Linked DNA regions of Mus musculus: all the other regions are linked to region 1. Evidence: chromatin contacts called from public ChIA-PET and HiChIP or PLAC-seq data. All regions are on one chromosome and are shown on one strand. The core of a region is the stretch at or near the end of the contact, and the rest is flanking DNA. Distances in the headings are between cores, read along the strand shown. Region 1 holds the start of Icos (inducible T cell co-stimulator). Region 2 overlaps Abi2 (abl-interactor 2). Region 3 overlaps Nbeal1 (neurobeachin like 1).

Region 1 (2,700 bases), core at 131-2,630:
AATAGCCAGCCCAGCATCTCCTGCATGGCAAGTGTCCAGTGATGCGTGAATGAACGGATGAGTGGATGAGTAAATGAGTGGATCTCCCTGCCATGGTTTTTCTTGTTTCACGTATGCTGCTAAGCTTTTCAGGGGGGTTGTAAAACTAGCGTGCAGAGTAGAAAACACATCTGGCCCAGAGCTGTTCTTAGTACTTCTTCCAGGTAAATACAACAAGGTCTTCGCTCTTCATCCTTCTTAAGAACATTTGAGTGCCTTTGAAACAGCACAATACTAAATGTTTAATAAATCCAATTTTAGGTTTGACTTCTTTTTGGAGAGAAAAGTAATGTCTCCTTCTTTCTACCACTGAAAAAAATGCATTTCCAGATGGACTTATACCACTGAGCATTCTGCTTTTGCTTCTCCTATTAAAGGCATTTCCCACCACTTAATGTTTCACTTCACTTATCCCAATTTCAAGAACAGTATGTAAGTGCATATAATAAGAAGCAGCAAAAGACTGTATGTAATTACTTACACTGCACATGACCCTCTTTAAACTTCTCATGTAGAGTCTGATAAATGTCACCCACGAAAAAGAGTCAAAGATTCCAGAATGTTTAAGGTCTAGAGGGACTAGTGAATGCTGTCAGTCATTTTCTCCCCCTTTTTACATTTGGGGTGATCTTCATATCTAGTGTCTAAAAGCCTTATAAGATAAGCCAGGATTGGTATGGCTCTGTCTTGAAAAACAAAACAATCAAAAATAAAAAGCAACAAAACAAAACAAAAACCACCAACCCTATGGCAGACTGTACATTTAAGACTTAGGACCAACCAGGTAAGAGTAAAGTCAAAATTTTCCTTTTGGAAGTCATCCACTTTTTTCTCTACTATAGAAGGATTTCCAGGGCTATTCAATTTCTATTCTTTTGACACAAATAATCTTGCCTTTCATCTTTCTCTAAAAAGAGTGAGCTACTCTCCTACTTTATACACTGTCAGGTAACTTTGAACAAGTAATTTAAAATTTTAATGGTCTGTTGAAATGTACTTTTTCATGTTAAAACACAGTATCAAAAGAAGCACTGACATCCACGCTGACCGGGCATGACGCCCTGAGCCGTGAGCTTCAGTGCCTCTGAAACTGTCTGTGCTTGTTAAAAACAAAATAAAATAAAATAAAATAAAATAAAATAAAATCATTTTCCATTTTTACTTAATTTTTCTACTTCAGATTTTTCTTAATGTTCTCTTGAAGTAGAACTCAATAAGAGCTATGGATGGCCACTCACCTGTTAAAAGTCTGATTAGGAAGCAGAAGACAAAGACACGGCAGAAGTACGGCTTCATGTCTGCCAGGAGCAGTTGCAGTCTTCTCCTCCAGTGCTCAAAAGTGTCAGTGAAGTCGTGATCTCAGTTGTTTTCAGTTTTCTGGAGAGGAAGTGGGTTTGTGGAGGTTGATGTGGTGTCACATTTATCATCCACTTCTACTTGGAGAGCTATCACAGCGCCTCCTGCATGGCAAGTACCCGGTGATGTATGAATGGATAGATGCGTAAATGAATGACTAGATGGATGAATGTGTGAATGAATACATGGATGTGTGAATAAATGGATGGATGGATGGATGGATGGATGAATGGATGAATGGATAGATGGATGCATGCATGTATGAATGAGTGAATGGATGGATGTGAGAATGGAAGGATGAATGGATGCATGTATGTATGTATGTATGTATGTATGGATGGATGGATGGATGGATGGATGGATTTCATTTTCAAAGCTATTTATGTGTCATTTGTGCTTCTAGGGACTTCATGGACCATTCATATCACTGCTGGGTGGAAAGCATTACCGTTTGTAGGGTGGATGCTTAATTCACAGATTTTTGTTGATCATGAAGGCAGGAAGAAAATGTGACCCTCTTTCTGGTTAGAAACACAAAGCCCATCATTTTCAGAAGCAATTCATTCAGATCTCTATATCAATAGCTACTGGGGACTGCAGGATCCAACACAAATTATGAATAAGGCATATTTTGACACATTTGTCAGGGCTATTTACTCCAGAGATGTAAGGCCTTTGAAATAGGACAGAAAATAAATGAAAGTTTTTAAGAAAATGACATTTTAAAACATCTGAAAGAGGAATATTCCTGGAATATGAGAAATAATATTTATATGGTGTTCATTGTAGATTATGATTTTATAAATGATAGGGTCAGGTTTAAAGTGACTTAACCCCTTTTCTCTAAGTTACAGTCATCTGTAGAAACTCGAGAGTCTGTCTGCATGTATGGTGCAAATGAAGCAAGAAAGCTAAGATGCCTGATAAAAATCTCTGTCTCTGCAGAAAGAGAAAAAAGACAGTAGCAATGGCAATAATGCAAATAATTTATTTACAGCCACCTAAATTTTATATGAAATATATCTTAATTAATTATATATAATATTATATATAATATAATATAATATAATATAATATAATATATATGTGGTATATATATTATATATATATATATATATATATATATATATATATATATATATATGATATATATAATTTAAAGGTAAAGAGGATGAGAAATGGCTCAGTGGGTAAAAGCACTTGCTGTCAAACATAAGGACCTGAGTTCAAATCCTTAACAACCTTGCAAAACCTGGGTGTGGTTGTGCATGCCTGTAACCACAGAACACCACAGGAGGGCAGACA
Region 2 (2,700 bases), core at 86-2,585, 520 kb after region 1:
TTTCTGTTTAGATGACAAGATCCTTTGAATCTAATCCACAAATATGATTTGAAAAACAGATAATGCAACCCTATTTCACATAGTGGTAGAAAAGACTTTTCTTCAAAAGCCTAATCTAAGCCTGGCAACACAGTTAAATCAAGGCAGATTCTAGAAACAAAAAGAACTTAGTAACACTGTAGGCAAACCAGTACAGAAAACAATTTAGTTAGCATAGAAAGAACAGCAAAAGGACAAAGGGACACAGAGTTTTTTAACCTGCAGGAGGAAAGGTAAAGAAGCTATTAACTCATTAACCTTGGTAATTAAGTACTTGAAAAGCACAAGGTGGTAAAGAGATATGACATAACTGCTGCTGGATAGTTTATCACACTGTGAACCCCAAGATTGTATTGTTTACTGGAAATAACCTGTTTTTAGCTATAGAGTGGCTCAGCCCTAGCCCACACATTTATAATCCAAGAGCTGTTTATTGTAAACGGAATTAAATAAAGACAACCAAAGGTCAAGAGGCAGAGCGAGCTGGGCGTGGTGGCGCACACCTTGAGGCAGAGACAGGCGAATTTCTGAGTTCCAGGCTAGCCTGGTCTACAGAGTGAGTTCCAGGACAGCCACTGCTACACAGAGAAAAACGAAAAAAAAAAAAAAAAAAAAAAAGAGGGGCGGGGGGCAGAGCTAACAACCATCTGACAGGAAGTAAACATAGGATTATTAAGAAAAAAAAACAGAGTAAGAGGGAGTCAGGAGGAAGGATAGAGAGACACACAGGAAGTAGGAAGGAGGGACAATGATTTGGAAGGAGGTTTTTGAGACCTTGAGAGAGGGGATTCCTTCTGGAATGTTAGCTAAGGAAGAAGTTCAGCTGGGTTCTTTCTCTGCCTCTCTGAGCTAGCAGCCATTCACCCCAGCCTCTGGCTCCTGAGTCTTCATTGGTAAAATCGAACAGCTGAGATTTTCTTAAATGAAATGAATGAGGGTAACTTCAGCATAAAAATGAAAGACAACAAGAAAACATGGGTGTGATATATTAAAAATCAACAAGTCAGAAGCTCTCAGTAGAGTGGTCATGGCTGATGGTGGACACAGACATGCAAGAACAAGTACAAAGCAGAAGGACAGCTCAGTAGATCACTCTGAAGAGAATCTAGATAGGAGGAAAACCAACTCACCCTCCGAAAATGGTTCCTTCCTTCAAAAGATAATTTTAGTTGGATTTTCCCTGAAATCTCACTTCCTGGCAGTAAGAACCTGACTCAGAAGATTGGGTCTCCTGCTGACACAGCTGTAATACCTCTTTCAACAAGCAGCTAGACAGCAGCTACAGCAGAAAAACAGCAGCACAGGACCACAAGAAAGAAGGATGCAGAGTGTGCATAGACATCCTGTAAGACCAAACATCTCCTCTTACCAGACACAAACTTCCTTCCTTCCTCTCAACAGAAACTCTCTCTTCAGCTATTGTTTAATTTACCAAGTAAAACAATGACTTTTGTACTTGGGGTGGGGGAGGAGTATATACATAATCTTTACAAGTCTTTTTATGGGCAAATTAGGCTTATTAATTGGGGCAGGAATGTCAAGACAGGGTTTCTCTGTGTAGCCCTGAGTGTCCTAGAACTTACTCTGCAGACCAGGTTGGCCTTGAACTCCAGAGAGGGATTTAAGGCCTGCACCAACATAGCCCAGCTCAGATGATGCTTACAGATGAATACACTTCTTTTCTAAACGTGAGGCCATCAAGATGGCCACGAAAAGCAGCCTTGGAAAAGCCAATGTCAGACTTCCTAAAAGAATTACTCTGAAACAGTTGCTTTTCTACTCTTGGAAAATTTTCTAAAATTCATCTAACCAGAATTCAGTTCTACCTGGTTCTGTGCATTCCTGTGATCAGAAAAGTCCAGGAAGTAGAAGTTGGGCACAGCTCAGTATTAGAACACATCATTGTATGCAAAAGGCTTTAAATTCCATTCTCAGTAACGACAAAAACAGAAATGGGAAGCAACCCTATAAATTGTATGTTCCCATTATGTATACAAGATGACTCCTTATCCCAAGGAGTTGAAGGAGTTTGCAGCCCCACAGGAGAAACAACAATATGAACTAACCAGGATCCCCAAAGTTATCAGAGACTAAATCACCAACCAGAGTACACATGGTGGGACTCATGGCTCTAGCTGCATATGTAGCAGAGGATAGACTAGTCGGTCATCAATGAGAGGAGAGGCCCTTGGATCTGTGAAGGTTCTATGCCCCAGTGTAGGGGAAGGCCAGGGCCAAGAAGCTGGTGTGGGTGGGCTGGTGAGCAGGGGGAGGTGGGAAGGGTTAGGGGGTTTTCGGAGGGGAAACCAGGAAAGGGGACAACATTTGAAATGTAAATCAGGTAAATATCTAATAAAAAAAAATTACTCCTTATATGGTAAGACCTTTACCTTAGAACCACAAAATGTCTCTGAATTTAGAATGAGTTACATTATTTTTATTAAAAATACAATAGTGAAAGGCTAGAAACATGATCCAGTGGTTAAGGGCACTTGCTCCAGAGGAACCTAGGTTCGATTCCCAGTAACCACACAGCAGTTCACTACTGTCTATAACTCCAATTTCAGGGGATCCAGTACCTTGTTCTGGCACCCGTGGATGACATACACTGACATACATGCAAGCAAAACACCCATACTCATTAAATAAAATAGGAAAAAA
Region 3 (2,700 bases), core at 69-2,568, 740 kb after region 1:
TCTTTACCTATGTGGAGAATAAAGCTTGAGATAACTTCATCACCAGTTCAAATTTAACAGATAGCAAAGTCTATTGTAGAATTTTCTTTTTTTGTTTTTTTTGTTTTTTTGTTTTTTCGAGACAGGGTTTCTCTGTGTAGCCCTGGCTGTCCTGGAAGTCACTTTGTAGACCAGGCTGGCCTGGAACTCAGAAATCCACCTGCCTCTGCCTCCAGAGTGCTGGGATTAAAGGCGTGCGCCACCACGCCCAGCAGTATTGTAGAATTTTCTTAACCATTTTATATACTTTAAAGAAGTCTGGGCGTTTTGTTTTGTATTTTATGATACTTTGGTCTTTGGCTTTGCTGAACCTACTTCTCCAAACCTTTCATTATATGTTTCTTTCTTGAATTGTTTTTTTTCCACATAACATCTGAAATTATCTAATGGCAGACTAAGAGAAATGAATACCAATTTTCTGTATCTTAACATACAACACAATTCAAAATATTAGGCAAAAAATGGAATATATTTCATAAATATTTTCGGGATTTTTTTCAGTCAATAGGCCTATAAAGAGTAAGGTACATGTACTCACCTCATTCATGGCAGGAAATCTGAGAGGGGCAGAAACCTTTTGTTGTCCATTGTCATAGATATAGACAAGACTCTGGCCAAAGGGCCTTTTTCCAGGCATGTGAACGATGGTTATGTTATGCTGACAATGAAAAGCATACATTAAAAGGACTAAAATCACACTGTGCCTTTGCAATGACATATGCTTAAAGAATATTACTTCATAACTTATATAAACAAAATATTAAGGACAGCTAAAAAACTGATTCAATGACATTCCCAAAACAAGTAACAATTTTAAGTACTACAAAAAAAAAACCAAGCCATTGCCAAAAGACTCACAAATATTATAGTCTTGTCTGCACTTTATAATGCTTTAAATATTCTTAAAATTATCTTTTTCAATGAGAAGCATTTTATGATTTTTAGATAAGCAACAGAGATAACTGGTTTAACAATCTCACTTTTCATTTTGAATTGAAATTCAAAAACCAGCCTAGGAAATCTTCAAAGATTCACAATATAAGTTTCAGCAAAAAATATTATTGTTACTTTAATGACAATGGTAAATACACTAACATCTTTATAGAGAGAACTTCACAACTTTCACAATTTTCATGTGGAAATGAAAACTGGCAAAGCTGATCAAAGTTCCTCATAAAGAGACATCCAACTGTTATACATCTTAAAGACAAAACAGAGCCGAGAGTCTGAGGTGGCATCCTCAAGTCTCACCCAGAGAGAATCACAGAAGCTGTGGTCAGGAAGCATAACTGTCGCGTACTCTCTCTTTGTGCACACTGCCACAACCAGCACACCTGAGTGGGTAATGAAAGCTTCAAAACCCATTCCACTTCCTGTAAAAAAGCTAACAAAATACATGTTCTCAGAACCTCCGAGATCAACTTGAAGCCCATCATTATTAACCATAAAGCAATCACAAATATCATTATCAACAATGTTGCTACTTAATTCAGCAGCCCAACCTTGTCATTTTTAAATCCATTTTGGGCATAAAGGTTAATAAATTATAAAAGGTAATACTGTAAATGGGATTCACTATCAAGCTAAAGCAGTGGTCCCCAACCTTGCTAATGCAGCAACCCTTTAATACAGTTCCTCATGTCTTGCTGACCCCCACCTATAAAATTATTTTTGCTGCTACTTTACAACTGTAATTTTGCTACTTCTGAATCATAACGTGAAAATCCATGTTTTCTGATGGTCTTAGGAACCTGTGAATTGGTCAAATAGATTTCCCTAAAGGGGTTGCAAACCACAGGTTGAGAACCACTGAACTAGAGCAAAACTAAATTTTCAAATATTTAAATTCTTCTGAACATTCAGAAAGTGTACATAAAAGTTTTTAAGACCATAAAGCATGTTAAAATCTATAACTCCTTCAATGGGGCAGAGTTTACTACTCCTTTCTTCTCCACTTTTATACTACTTCTATTTTTTTCCTACAGGCACTCAGTATATAGTCAGAAAAATATCTAAAATACAGAATATTTTGAAAGCAATGAAGCACCTCTAAACTATACAGCCACAAAATGAAAAATTTTCACATCAACTGTTATAAATTTTAAAACCTAGATGCTTACTTTTTCCTATTCATGAATCATAGCATATACTACATGACAATATTCATCTGTATTCCACAACTTATACCATTACCTATATAATTGTTTTCTTTTTCCTCCTTTGTTGGCACTCCCAAGGGTCAACGGATCCTGATCTAAGCAAAACCAAGCAGTGAAGGAAAATGCAGACCCAGGCCATCTCTGAATAGCAGGCACAGAAATTCCGGCCATGCTATGTGACAAATTAAAATACTGCAGTGCACTCTCAAAACTGAGTTTCCGTGCCATTGTCAGGACTGCACGAGTCACAGGAATGGTATATGGGTGAATACACTCTGATTCATCTACTCTCAGCAGTCGCAGAAGCCGACGGATTTCTTCTGAGCTCACAGACTGACTCCCCAATGAACCATGGATTGCAATCAAGTTCTCAGCACAAGTTCGATGTAGGGAAGAATGGGATTCAAGGGCTTCAATGATTTTTATTCCCATGTTTGCATTCACACAGGTAGTTCTGCTCTGCTTATTAATGCAACAAATTTTTTTCAGCCAATCAGAGACA

The links. ChIA-PET counts read pairs in DNA pulled down with a chosen protein or histone mark. HiChIP or PLAC-seq counts read pairs in DNA pulled down with a chosen protein or histone mark.
Region 2: an RNA polymerase II ChIA-PET map of effector CD8 T cells shows a contact between it and region 1, with 5 read pairs. The contact joins the enhancer-like site here to the promoter of Icos in region 1. A contact is called at or near these places in 1 of 39 promoter capture datasets (the C10 cell line), 4 of 484 Hi-C or Micro-C datasets (embryonic stem cells and pro-B cells), 3 of 115 datasets of contacts at active chromatin or transcription factors (bone marrow-derived macrophages, effector CD8 T cells and fibro-adipogenic progenitors) and 1 of 9 other capture datasets (macrophages).
Region 3: an H3K27ac HiChIP or PLAC-seq map of T-cell acute lymphoblastic leukemia shows a contact between it and region 1, with 4 times the contacts expected there. The contact joins the enhancer-like site here to the promoter of Icos in region 1. A contact is called at or near these places in 2 of 39 promoter capture datasets (embryonic stem cells and liver), 2 of 15 datasets of contacts at CTCF or cohesin (large pre-B cells and pro-B cells), 1 of 484 Hi-C or Micro-C datasets (cerebral cortex) and 1 of 115 datasets of contacts at active chromatin or transcription factors (T-cell acute lymphoblastic leukemia).

What each region holds. Positions count from the first base shown.
Region 1 is chr1:60,976,594-60,979,293 of GRCm38.p6, reverse strand. It overlaps Icos (inducible T cell co-stimulator), which reads right to left and starts at 1,380. Exons shown (of 5, transcript NM_017480.2): 1 at 1,278-1,380. The coding sequence starts at 1,335.
Region 2 is chr1:60,459,471-60,462,170 of GRCm38.p6, reverse strand. All of the region lies in intron 9 of Abi2 (abl-interactor 2), which reads right to left. Among named protein-coding and RNA genes, the nearest start is that of Abi2, 51 kb to the right of the region's middle. Within about 2 kb of position 1,335, at least 34 of the 459 cell types and tissues checked have an H3K27ac peak or open chromatin away from gene starts, as enhancers often do. A contact at or near this core is called in bone marrow-derived macrophages, effector CD8 T cells and pro-B cells, where this site is marked.
Region 3 is chr1:60,235,094-60,237,793 of GRCm38.p6, reverse strand. It overlaps Nbeal1 (neurobeachin like 1), which reads right to left. Exons shown (of 55, transcript NM_173444.2): 13 at 2,233-2,700; 14 at 1,291-1,423; 15 at 578-697. Among named protein-coding and RNA genes, the nearest start is that of Nbeal1, 56 kb to the right of the region's middle. Within about 2 kb of position 1,318, at least 18 of the 459 cell types and tissues checked have an H3K27ac peak or open chromatin away from gene starts, as enhancers often do. A contact at or near this core is called in T-cell acute lymphoblastic leukemia, where this site is marked.